Regions from separate parts of the Hordeum vulgare genome. Here region 2 is linked to region 1. The links are chromatin contacts, called in public Hi-C maps. All regions are on one chromosome and are shown on one strand. Each heading gives the region's core, a stretch centred on a gene start, on an enhancer-like site or on the middle of the called end of the contact. The rest is flanking DNA. Distances are from core to core; before and after follow the strand shown. Region 1 holds the start of LOC123396535 (OVARIAN TUMOR DOMAIN-containing deubiquitinating enzyme 5). Region 2 holds the start of LOC123452767.

The links. Hi-C and Micro-C count contacts between places; a contact is called where the count stands out from the background.
Region 2: a contact with region 1 is called in a Hi-C map of seedling, with 4 times the contacts expected there. The contact joins the promoter of LOC123452767 here to the promoter of LOC123396535 in region 1. A contact is called at or near these places in 2 of 6 Hi-C or Micro-C datasets (leaf and seedling) and 1 of 1 datasets of contacts at active chromatin or transcription factors (embryo).

Annotation. Positions count from the first base shown.
Region 1 is chr5H:63,301,802-63,308,800 of MorexV3_pseudomolecules_assembly, forward strand. It overlaps LOC123396535 (OVARIAN TUMOR DOMAIN-containing deubiquitinating enzyme 5), which reads right to left and starts at 2,259. Exons shown (of 2, transcript XM_045091448.1): 1 at 1,936-2,259. The coding sequence starts at 2,048. It overlaps LOC123397387 (a long non-coding RNA gene), which reads right to left and starts at 5,838. Exons shown (of 3, transcript XR_006609946.1): 1 at 5,429-5,838; 2 at 5,084-5,156; 3 at 3,079-4,969.
Region 2 is chr5H:63,968,785-63,975,467 of MorexV3_pseudomolecules_assembly, forward strand. LOC123452767 reads left to right here and starts at 5,163. Exons shown (of 1, transcript XM_045129478.1): 1 at 5,163-6,683. The coding sequence starts at 5,945.

The sequences.
Region 1 (6,999 bases), core at 1,009-3,508:
AAGGCACACTGGTCTATGACATACTGCAGCACATACGGGATATACCTAAAGAGGGAGAAACTTGCACTGTATGGCTGTATTTAACTAAAACTTCACCATATTAAACAAGAACGCTTATAGTAGGCACTAGGCATCATTCATTAATTATCATCAATGAAGGAACTCCTAGATACCTGAAACATGTATCTGGTCTATGTCTTATGTGTAACTTACATGCACTGTGCACTGTTGTACTGGTGACCTATTTTCATGTGTTAATGAGAGTTTTAGTTCAAGTAGCGTAAGAGGAATTATTGCCATCTAGGTACAGGGAAACATGTTATAACTTCTCTCGATAATTCAATGCAACTCTGATATGGAAACAAGAACGGCTAAGATAGCGCGCCAACATGCTGCACTTGTCCATAGCACATGACGGGCTCTCAACCATCGATGGGTCATGCAAAACCGGACGCTTGCCATGCAGATGTCGCATGTGCTGATGTCACACGATGTGGCAACGTGTGCGCGTGTCGCTCGTATTGGTTTCCAAAAAGGTAGTGCAGAAACAAATATAATTACAATGTGTTGGTAACCTAATGAGATGCTAGCTATGGAACCGTGAACTTGCTCACTCAGAAGCAAAACCAAAGATACTACTCCAGGGAAAAACAAGAAAATGTCATCTTTTTCAGCTTCTCTTATTCCAGGGACAAACAAAAATGACAAATTTATAATGAGCTATACGAGGTTTTGAACTACAACCCTGATAATCATGAGAAAAGTTATATCTTCGTTTTCTCACAGGCAGGACCAATAATACTCACTAAACACATGGCTCGGACCATTGCAACCTCCTAAATCAACAAGAACAACATGCATCTCGCACAAAGCAAATGAGCAAGCTTAATTAAGATTAACCTAATCCACAGGTCAGCTAAATGCCTAAAGCACTTAGAACCAGAACAAAGTCAGGGAGGCTAAGTGATGCCTCAAGATGACCTCCTCCAGATACTACTGCTAAGTGTAGAGTAAATTATCCGAGTGTTAGTAATGGCTAAGTTGCAGGACACACTGGTCTATGACATTAGCATATACACAATAGATCTAAAGGAGGATACACTTGCATTGTACGGCTACATTTAACTAAATTTCACTGTGTAAAACGAGAATGGTAATAGTGGGCATTAGGCATCATTCATTAATTATTATCATCAATGAAGGAGCTCCTAGATACCTTAAACATTTATCTGATGTATTTTTCCTGTGGAAAGCGCTTAACAAATCAAATTTAGCGTTTCATTTATTATGTGAAAGATATAAAAGCCAGGCTTCCATCATTCGCATGCCTTATGTGCAACATACATGCATTGTTGTACTTGTGACATATTTTTCATGTGTTGATGTGAGTTGTAGTTCAGGTAGCCTAAGAGGAATTATAGCCATCTAGGAACACCGACACACGTTAATATGTTATCTCAACTTCCCAAGATAATTCAATGCATCACTGATAGAAAACTAGAAAAAGAAAGGTAACGATGAAACACATACTATAATCACAATGCCTTAGTAACATAATAAGCTAGCTCTGCAAACTGTGAACTTGCTCGCTCAGAAGCAAAACCCAAGATTACTACTCCAGTTAAGATGAAAACGTCATCTTTCTCAGCTTCTCCTATTCCAGGGACAAAATAAAACAAGAAATCTAATGAACTAATCCAAGTTATGAACTAAAACCCGATAATCATGAGATAATTCAATCTTTGTTTCCTCGCAGGCACGACCAGAATTATCAGTAAACGCATGGCTCGAACAATCGCAACCTCATATAAATCACCAAGAGCAACGCGCATCTTGCCCACAGCCAACGAGCAAGCTTACTGGCGATTAACCAACTCCACAGCTCGGGTAAATGCCTAAAACGCCGAGGACCAGAACAAGGTCAGGGGGGCTAACCTGTGCCTCGAGATGACCTCCTCGAGCGTCTCCGGCTGCCGCTCCGGCACCGCCTTCTCCTCCGTCGCGCCGGCGGCGGCGGCACCGGCTTCGGCGGCTAGGGTTTCGTCCATCGGCGTGGCGCGGGGCTAGCCGGCTAGGGCTGCCTGACCAGCGAGAGGAACCGCGTCCGGGTGGATGGGTGGGAGGAGGAAGGGTTCCCACGGCGCGAGATGGCAGGCAGGCTCCGGCGGTAGGAGGAGGAGTTTCGGCGGCGCGAGACTCCGGCAAGGACGAAGAGCTGGGGAGCCAAACAATGTGGGGTTAACTTTGGGCCCAGGTCAGGAAGCTGCGGGATATTTGGATACGACGATAGACTAACGGGGCGGTCGTGTGCGCTGGAAACCTAACTAACGCTCAAACTCTTCATGGGCGGAAATTTTCCCCTAGCGAAAAACTTACACCATGATTAGATGTAGGGAAATTAGCTTGGAACTGTTGAACATGTTAATATTACATGTACATATATAGGTCTAGGGCTCTAGGCTTTGTAAATTGCATCTATCACGTCTTTTTTTCCTTGTAACGTGTATGTATTTTGGAGGACAAGGGAGTCGTGCAACCCATGTGTCTCTATATAAGTGCCTAGTGCATCATCAGTTAATCTATCGATGCAACCCAATTCTCTAATCCAACTAGATCATTGATGGCGCGCGTTGCTGCGCCGGTTTATTTTTACTTAGAATGGTAGGTATGTCAAAAGTGTGTAAACTGAGCCATATTTTGTCAATAATCGAGTCGGAAACTTTTCCAACTTCGGTCAGTTTGCAAAAATGAAGAATAGTGATGATCAAAATGAGTGGTGAATTTCATTTGATCTGCAAAGGGGGTGTTATTAGTAATGAGCTTGGAGGTTCAACTCAGAGCACCAGGGGAGGTTTAAAGTAGACTTAACTCTTACAATAATAATCATGCTTAACATAGATTGCTTCCATACTCAGCCCAGAAACTATTTTTTATGCATTAACCAAGAAAACGCATATCCTTATTAACTGACTATAAACTCTATATTTTACTCATACAGTATATAAGATCATTGTCAAGCACATAACCATAGCAAACTTAGTATCAAATACTAAAGATATGGTGAAAAAATGTATGTCATGACTTGTAGAATCTTAACACTTGCTGGACATAAATCATGAAAACAATATATTGTATACATTTGTAGTATAAGAATTTTCCTGATATTTTTATTTAGGATCAACATTCAACTTTCAAACATATGTGTTATGTTGAGCTTCTTGCCACAAAAACGTCACGAGATAACATTGCAGGTATGTAGAGCTGATCACAACTTATGGTAGGTACGAGGCTATGATCCCTTGATACAAAAGCATATACTTGATCCGGGTCTTCTCACCAACCCATACACCATCTTTCCTTATAAAATCAACGCAACCAAGTTCCATATTAACTAAGCTTGAACCATGACGGTGGGCGTGAGGGTACCTACAAATTTATAATTCATGAATTTAACAATTTTATGATACCAAGAACATAAGAAGTAACGGACATGTAGTGAAGTGGGAGGTCAGCACTTCTCCCTTGCGAACGAACAACAACAACAACGGTGATAAATCAATAAATGTTTTCTTATCACTGAAACCTATTGGAGAAAAATGTCATCCACAAATATAAGGTAAAGTTAAGATACATAAAAGTATTATGTGGGTGTGAATCTTGATTGAGTACATGTTGAGAAGGTTAGCTCTTCCATATAAAAGGCTTTACTACATTCTTTGGTCAGGAAAGTCACAAATCAAGCTCCTGAGAGGCCAATGAAGAATACCAATGTAACAACCAGCGGGGCAGGGTATGGATCTCAGCACACTTAAGGTTTGAGCTAGCATGCGAAGAAGATGACGAAACATGGCTACACCTACCATTCATGTGTGTCACCCCCGGGCCGCTGGCACAAGCATCTTGGTGAGGTGTAGGCACCAAAAGCTACAGACATCAATATACGACTCCAATACTCTAAACAAAAGGTCTGATTCAATATCTCAATGCAACATTAAACAAACTTTCAGTACCGAGTGGAACACAAAATTGAAAGGTCCAGTAAGGACTCTTGCGGATAATAAATAATAAGTACGACAACAAACGATTGTCCTGTGATAAATATTATCAATCAACTTAGTTTTAATATTTAAACTCCCGGCGAATATATATCACTTAGACGTACTTACAGACTATTTATTAGTTAAAGCTAGTATATCCAGGAGAACATAAACTTTGCTAGTTGGTTACAAATAAGGTTGGATCTTTTATAAAATTCTCAAGATTATTTTTTGGGATTTAGTAAAGGCAGTTGATGCACCCATCGACCAATTAAGCTTCTATGAAAGAAACCATATGTGCTACTAATTTGTGAAAGAAACACCCAAAAAAAGCTATCTTGTCACACTAATTAACGAAACTGAGTTACAGTTAGCTCCAAAACAGTGGAAAGGCATGAGGTAATAGATCATTCTCTCACAAGCAAATGTATCATATCATTGTATGATAACCCAATCTCCCATTATTTTCATTAACAACCAACCAAAGAGAGCTAAATGGATTAATTGCAAATGAGTGAAAAAAAGGAGAAAAATGGACCTGGTACCATTCTAGGTACAAAAGGTAGCATTCGATTGGATGGTGATGCCTTTCTTGCACTCGAGGTCCATATATTCTATCTGTGCATAGATGCCCCTACAACCACGCACATTGTGGATCTGGTGAATCCCAGGACCTGCTACCTGTTCATTGTTACTGAGTCTTCATAGAGCAATGGTAAGTGGCGAGCTCCTGAAGCATAAGTGAGGGGCAAGGGTGCCACCAGCGCGCTTCTACAATTCAGTCGAGGTTAGAGGCATGATCGCATCGTCGTAGAGGGGGGTTGCTGTAGCACGTTTTTATTACGCTGCAAGGGACGGTCTGCACCACCGTCATAGAGCTCTTTGAGGTTCTAGATGGAGTCGAACACGTGTTTGATTCTTCTACCCCATACCTACAACAATTAAGTGACAAGCTGAAGCAAATACTCTACACAAAAAAGATATTCTAATCTGAAGATACAAGAACGTACTAAGTAAATACGATCATCAGCAGTCAGCAAACTAACCCGACAATAAAAAACATTATCGACTTCAGATTGCATTATACTTGTCCCTTGTGATGTTGATGGTGAGAACTACCTGCAGTGTGGGGAATTTAATCCATGTTGAACTTAACATAAGTACACCACTCAACCTAAATATTTGGTGGCAATTCATATATGCTAGATTGGCTAATTTTCTCAGCAATGATTCAAATGATTTACATAGTTAATTCTTGAGTAGTATATTAAATTATCAACAGTCTACAACCATAAAAAACTAACAAAGCATCAGCCAATAATTCAAAAGTAGGATCCACAGAATAAGAACACAACAATATAATGGAACATGGAACTGGAGATGGGCCTAACCTGAAGATCGTAAAAGACATTGGGGGTAGAAGAAAGAACAACTCCAGCGCGAGGTTGAGCTTGGCCACACCCGCCGGCGAGACCACATACATCGCCCGCGCCTGGCACGCATACATGGGGGTTGTCCCGTTCGCGCCACCTCCTCCATCTCCCTCTCCTCCCCTCTCTCTCTCCCCCTCTCTGCAACGGCAACTGCATAGGTGGCGCACCAGATCTCGCCCTAGGCCAAGGTCAGGAGGGACCAGGGTGCAGAATCAAAGTCAGTGGTGGACACTAGGTCATGGAGAGACACGGGATCGATCCAACCGACGTAGAGGGAGGCGGGTGAAACAAGGAGCTGGTGGCGGCGGCGTTCGTCGATCGCCATCGATGTACTCCCTCCGTTCCTAAATATAAAATATAAGTCTTTTAAGTGATTTCACTAAGTGTCTATATACGAAGCAAAATGATTGAATGTACACTCTAAAATATGTCTATATACATCCGAGAGAGGAGACCTCATTTTGTGTTTCCTTCTTTTCTTTTCATTTTTTAAAACATTTTTATCGATGACGCTGACTATACGCCAGATACCGAGGGAGCTAAATGGGCTTGTTGTGGCCAAATTAACCAGCGGGCTCCGATTTTTCTTCGGGAGTAGCTTCCCTTTAGGACATCTAGTCCATGAATCTGTACGTGGCCCAACCGAAAATGAACAGCAGATCTAACGGCCAACGACGACCGGAAACGAAAATCAACGGCAGAAAACACACATGACGTGAGAAGGCTCGAAAATGGTTCAGTTTTACTGTCCTAAATATGATATCGGTTTAGTTCATCGATCCCTAGCCTCGCTTTCGCCTCTTCCTCCCGCCGCTGTTGCATCTTGTCGTCGTCACCGTAGCCTACCGTCGTTGCACCACCTCCTCTCCCCGCATCCGCCCGCTACCCTAGCTGGCACTGCCCTCCTCTACCTCCTCCCTTTAGCCTCCGTTGCCCACCTCTCCACCCAAACCTTAGCTACTAAACGCCAGTTGCTGCCACCTCATCGCACCCATGGACTCCATGATGTCTTCGCTCTCTAGTGGCTCAAACCCCCTCGCGAGCACCGATCATCCCATCGCTGCTGACATCCATGATCTCAACATCCATGGTCGTGTTCCCATCAAACTTGATCAATATAGCTCCTCCTACTATGTGTGGAAGACCTACTTCAACCACGTCTTTCGCGAGTACTACCTCACCGAGCACGTCGACGGCTCCGTTGACGGCGTGGTCATGAAGGCCGGCCCTGAGTGGTCTACCATCAAGGCTACGCTCATCCGATGGTTTTGATGCACTTTATGAAGTGTTCGTGCCATATTTACCTATGTTTACAATACTTCTAGATGGTTTTGATGCACTTCATATGATTTAATTGAAACTAATCCGGACCGATGTTGTTTTCAGCAGAATTATCATGGTGTTGTTTTTGTACCAAAATAAAAGTTTTCGGAATCGCCCAAAACTTTTTGACGATTTTTTCTAGAACATATAAGAAATACTGGAGTGAAGAACCACCGGAGGGGGCACAAGGTGCTCCTGGTATGTCT
Region 2 (6,683 bases), core at 3,913-6,412, 670 kb after region 1:
CATGGCGCTGCGTGGGCTGACCATCCATCCATCCCGATCTCATCTGCCCCCCTTCCTTTAAGTATTTAGCAGTACAAAATGTACTCCTGCGTTTGTATTTTTGGGAGTATGAATAAATTGGGAGATACAGTGCACCAGTGACCAGTCGTCCTGCACTCTGCTTATCTCCAGTACCCTGCCCTTGACCCGTATTTGCAGCGAGTGGTCCTGATGCTGCCACCACAATAATTGGGACATGGAGCAAGGGGCCACGGTTAATAATAATAAGAGCAATTGCAACCGGCCAACCTTAACTAACGACCGTTTTATCCGCATTTTGTTCGTTTGGATCGGTCGTACGCTTTGCGTCAGTTTATTTTTTTTGTCGGTCGCGGTCTAACACGATTGACTCATTTTAGGGCAACTCCAACGGACCGATCCAAACGAATGGCGATTTTGTCCGTTTTTTGTCTTTTAGGTCGGCTAGGCGGACACGATTCAATGTTTGGATCGGCGCATGCGCCAAACGCTGGCTCGACCCATTTTTGCCGAAGTGCACCAAACATTCATAATTTAAACATTAAAAAAGCCGACCACGAAGGTCGACGAGAGTCCACGCGTTACATTATTAATGAAAAAAGAAAAAGAACCTAGGCGTCCTCGGCGGCGGCGGCGAGGTCGGGCTGTGCCGGCGTGGGGGCGAGGTCGGGCTGTGCCGGCGCGGGTAGTGCTGGTGTCGGTGGTGATGCAGCACGGGCGCGCTCATTCGCCACGCAGAGCGCCATCTTAGCTTGAAGGTAGCCGGACTCCTCTGAAAGAAAAGCGCGAGGGGGAGGGGGGACGATGAGTGTGTTTTGGAAGAAGACGGGCGTAGCACGGGCGCGCTCGTGCGCATGGTGCATCCCCTCTTAGCCTGGAGGTAGGCGACCTCCTCTGGCAGCTTCGCGCAGGCATGGACGACGAGGTTGTCGCCGTTGTCCATGGCTGTTGGACCGTCGACGAGGAAATAGAGGGGTGGCGAGATGGGGACGGGGGAGGGTTCTCAAAGCAGATGGCCGAACCCCACCGCACGCTCGGATTAAAAAAGGTCGGCCACGGTCGCTGACGCGTGGGCCCGAGGATGGTGGCCGTCATAAATTATATTGACCGCGGTGGTCGGGGGCGGACACCGAGGGGGCGCGCGCGCGTCCGTGCCAACGCATTTCAGTCCCAAATTTGGGCCGGAAATGGATCGGCGCGGACGCGAAGCGGACGCGTTTTTGCAATGGGTCAGCGCGTCGGGCCATCATTTTTGTCTGCGCCGACCCAAACGGGCGGCGGCGAACGAAATGGGTCGCCCCATTGGAGTTGCTCTTATGTCCGCATATTATATAAAATAGACCAGCATGCCAACGTCCGAGAGTTCATGTCGGTACCATTGCCAGCGACCGGCATACATTGCCAGCCTACAATTAAAACCACCATGCAGTTCATGCTGGCACACTTGCCAGCGGCCGGCACACATGCCAACACGCCAAAAGGGGCGGGAATTCGACCGCGCCATGTCGGCCCGTGGTCATGCCAGCACACTTGCCGGCATACAAAAAATGTTCCATGATCTCCGTCGCGGATCACAGCTGGCCGAACTTGAACATTCCGGCCTACATCTTCTCGAACCATAGCTTCTTCCTCGACGACACGCTGTTCAGATCAACCTTTATGATCTCCGTCACAAATCAGAGCTGGTCGAACTTGAACATTTCGGCCTGCATCTTCTCGAACCATAGCCTCTTCCTCCGCGACACGGTGTTCAGATCAACCTTCATGATCTCCGCGCCCGTCTTCATGCTTGCGAGGGCCACTTCTTGCGCCTTGGTCCTGGCATTGGTGACCTCGATCTCGAGCATCTTGGCTTGTTTCGCCTCCACTAACTCAAGCATTTTGGCTTGCCTCTCCGCGTCCATCTCGAACCTCCTCCTTTGGATTTCCATGAAGACGTGCATTTGCTCTTCCTTTTCTTACCGGCGTTTCTCCTCCCTCAAGTCCTTCTTGCTTATCATCCCCTCCACCTTTTCAAGTAAGGCATGTATGCCTTCGTTCGCTTGCTCTCGTGCTTCAGCTTTGCCCCGACGACAGTTTGGTTGGCGAGCTCCTCCTCGAACAAAGGCTCCCCATCGATGTCCATGTCATCGTCCTCCTCCTCAAGGCCGTAGTCCTCCGGGACCTCATGGTCGAGCGGGAAGCCATCTAGGCCGACCTGATCTTGCATGAAGGCGTCATGTGGATCATTGGTGGCTTGCTGAACGGCGTTCGGCCGTCCTAGCTTTGGGTCTCATCGGGATCGTACGCACCAGCCGTCGGTGCACCTTCGAAGATCATGTTCTCGAGGAAACGGTTGGCCGTGTCATCGTCGACGTCCGTCGGCATTTCGTCGAACAGATTGCGGGCGCCGGTGAACATGTCGGCTGGCATCTCGCACTGGCGTTTTCTCATGTCTCCGGACGATGATCCGTCTGCCACCGGCATGGCGTTGAGGTCGATGCTCACCGGCGCAGGCGTGGAAGGGGCCACAATGCTCACTTCCGGCGAGCATTTCCCGGAGAAGCGGATGCCTTGCGGTAGACGCGGAAGCCGGGAATCGGCTGCGTGCAAGACGCGCGCGACGACTCCGACAACATCATCCGAGGATATGTTGACGAGCCCGTGCTGGCCGTGGCTGCGGCAACGGCGGCGTTTGACAAGCACGTGCTGGCTAGGGTTTACCCCTAGGTACAACAAGGCCTCCATCGTTGTCGCCTTCACCCCGACATTGGTGTCTTCCTGCTGCGCTGGCCCCTTGCATCCTGCGTGTGCCTTCGGCCCTTCCTCTTGGTCGACTCCACGACCCGCTCCTCGGACGTCAACTCCTTCTTCTTCTTCTTAGGCGGTGCGGCGACCTTGCGGGGGGCACGGGCCTTGCCTCTAGCTTCGCGGCGGCTACGGACAAGGCCATTGAGGCGATGGAGGCGGCGGCCTCGAAGTCGTCGTCCATGACGGTGGGAGCGGGCGCGGGAGCGAGCAGGAGAGTTTGAAGAAAATGGAGAAAAATGGTGGCCGCTTTGTCGCCGACTTGCGGACCAAAGAGGGAAGTAGGCGCGCGTCCGTTTCGTGTCCGCGACGACGCAAATCGGAATTAAAATTAGACCGAAAATGGATAGGCAGACGGACAAAAAAAGGACTTGCGTCTGTTTAAGTCAGCGCGTTGGGACAATTTTTTTATCCCCACGGACTGAAACAAATGATGATGGACGAAATGGGTCGTCCACTTATTAGAGTTTGCTCTAATAGTACATTTCAGAGTCTTGCTGTGTAAAATCGCATTGACATTTTCACAATGTCGATAGGAAAATCTCGGTCACTCTCGCCCAGTGAGTAGACCAGACGAGGCCACACATCGCAGAGGGCAACTGTTGCTATCAGTGTCACTAGGTCAGCGGGCAGCAGTGCAGCATGGACGTGGAAGAAATATAAAAGAGTTGCGGCCTTTTCTGCGACAGCTCCGCTCACGGCCTCACAGGGCTTACGTGGCCGGCCGCGTTTGACATTGCCCATGATCCTCTGCGCATGGGCGCTGTAGATGCGACACTGCTGCCGGCGTGTCTACAGATGGATTCAGAGGGTCCATATGGCACGCTGTCTGTTTACGGCTTATGTTTTTTTTCAGCTTAGAAAAATGCTAAGATGGAAAGAGAAAAATGATAACACTTCATCCATCCCGTGCACTCAAATCTGCGACAACTAATATAATACTCCTATGAAAGTATGAAACGAAGGGAATACTACTATCATTCAGACGTAAACACCACGAGATATATGGAGCTGCCATTAACAAGAAGAACAAGTGTCACTTATATGCCCACTTCACTCGTTCGGGGTCTGCCATAACGAAGGACATATTATCAACACTAAGGCCTCGTTTGGTTAAGGGGGATTGGGTAGGTTTTGAGAGAAAAATCCCCGGAGATCCAGAAACCTAACAGATCCTCGGGCGTCCATTTGGTAGGAGGGGTTTGCTTAGCCCAATCTCCTTCGTTCCCCTTCAATCCATTCCTATCCATGTGTTTCAGAACCCTCCTCAGGCCTCGTTTGGTTAAAGGGGATTGGATAGGTTTTGAGAGGAAAATCCCCGAAAGGGTCAGAAACCCCATAGATTCTCGGACGCCCATTTGGTAGGAGGGGTTTGCTTAGCCCAACCCCCTCCGTTCCCCTTCAATCCCTTCCTATCCATGTGTTTCAAAATCCTCCTCGGGGGACTAGTGGAAGCAAAGCCCTGGGGATTTGAGAGGATTGAGTGGAACAAAGGGATTCACCCAATCCCCTGAAATCCCTCTCTCTCAAAACCTCCCCAATCCCTCTTAACCAAACGAGGCCTTAGGGGACTGGTGGAAGCAAAACCCCGGAGATTTGAGAGAATTGGATGGAACAAAGAGATTCATCCAATCCCTTAAAATTCCTCCCTCTCAAAACCTTCCCAATTCCCCTTGACGAAACGAGGCCTAAAGGTTGAACAAAGCTGGGGAAAACGCTATTTATTTCCTTGAGGGCCTATCCAGCTTTGCCGCACCAAAGTGTCCAAAACAATCATGAAAAAGGCAGCACAAACAAAACAACATGATCACAGAAGAATTATCATCATGCAATGCAATGGAAGGACATCATCACAAGCAAGTAAATAATCTTTTTCCTCAACAAAGCACACGTGCATAAAGACAACTCCACACACACATATACACACACACGCGAGAACCCGGTCGAGGGAATAATCATTCGGACAAAAACTTTTGCTTTAGCCTCACCATAGGTATACCAAAAAAACAAAACCTTCGTAAAACCTAAAGCCAACACCCAACCACAGTGCGGACGCTCTGCATTTCAATTCCTCAACGGGGGAAAGAAACTAAGGAAGAAAGAGATAAAGAAAAGTCAATGCCCCAGGAAAGAAAGCCTTGCTTGCAGCGACCCCTCCCCATCCCGCTTTCCAGCCCACTGCCCGTGTGTGAGCCCCAGTCCAAGGGAGCAAAAACTAACAAGGTAGAGCCAATAACAATAATAATATGACAGCACCAAACACTTTGTTTTTTACCGGGTGGACGGTACCAAAGCACCCCACCCCACCCCAGCCAGGCCAGCCTCACTAAAATAGTGCCGGTACCTTTTGCAGCTCCAAAGCGAGGCAAGGCAGTAGCAGACTAGGAGTGGAAGTGGTAGTGTAGAAACACAAAGAGATAGAGAAAAAATGAAGAAGTTGGTGTGGTGTTGGTAGTTCTTGGGTGGGCGGAAACGAAATGAATGCAAGCCTCCTCTCCATGATGCCACAACGCATTTAGTGCGCCCCAAACCACTATCGACGTGTTTGGTGAGAGCGGGGGAGGATCTGAGTGAGCTCTCACCTCCCACCGAGTGAAGGAGCCAGTGAGTGAGTTCTTCTTGGTGGTGTGCAAAAGCAAGCAAAGCGGAGTCAAATCCTTGCTGAGGTCTCCATCCATCCATCTTTCTTTCTTTCTTTCTATCTATCTATTCGTCTTCTTTAATTTGAGTTCTTGGTCCTGCCAAAAAGCTCCCTCTTTCCGCTGGGAGAAAGGCCGAGGGTGTCGCTGGCTGCGTCCCGAGCCCTCCTCCATTTCCGCTTCAAAGAAAGCTCCACTGTTCTTGGCTGCCGGCTCTGGCATTCCCCGATCCGATCCCCCGGTTTCTCTCTCCCCCCACCACCTCCACCCCGGCGGAAGATCCGGTTCTCTTCCCCCTTTGCCCGGAGCCGCAGTTTTTCCGCGCCCGTTGCTGGGCGCCGATCGATCCGGAATCCCGCCTCCACGCCCAGAAATCTCGGGGTTTTCCGGCCCGCTCCGTCTTCCCATGCCGCGCTCCGCCCGTTGATCCGGGCGCGCAGGGGCTGCGGTTGGTTCTGTTCCTCGTCGTCGATCCGGCTGCTCGGGCGGGCGGGCGGCACATGCATCTCTCCCTGTGGAAGCCGCTCTCACACTGCGCCGCCATCCTCCTCTCCAAGAACCACCGGCGGCGGGGAGGAGGCGGACGCGGGCATGGCGGCGGTAACGGCAACGGCCGGCGTGACGACCCGGCGTCGTTCCTCCGGCAGCTGCGGGACGCGCTGGACGCCGCGTCGGAGGAGGGCGCCCTCTGCCCGCCGCCCGACGCGGCCGGCGCGGAGGCGGACGCCGCGGTCACGCGCTCCCGCTCCCTGGCGCGCCTGCGGGCGCAGCGCGACTTCCTCCGCGCCACCGCCCTCGCCGCCGCAGCCGGCCCGTTCCGCTCCATCTCCGACCTGCCGCTCCTCGCCCACGCCATAGCCACATTCCTCTCCATGTACCCGGACTACGCCTCCACCTCCGACGTCGACCGCCTCCGCCTCGACCATTACTCCCACCTCGACGCCCCCGGCGCCGCCAGGGTCTGCCTCGACTACTGCGGCTTCGGCCTCTTCGACTCCAGCTGGGACTCCTCCTCCTCCTCCTTCACATTGTCCGAACTCAATGCCAATCTCAGCAACCACGCGCTCTACGGTGGCGCTGAGCCCGGCACGGCCGAGAATGACATCAAGGAGCGGATCCTCGAGTACCTGAATGTGCCGGCCAGCGAGTACGCCCTGGTCTTCACCGTGAGCCGGGGGTCAGCATTCAAGCTGCTGGCCGAGTGCTACCCGTTTGAGAACAACCGAAGGCTGCTCACCA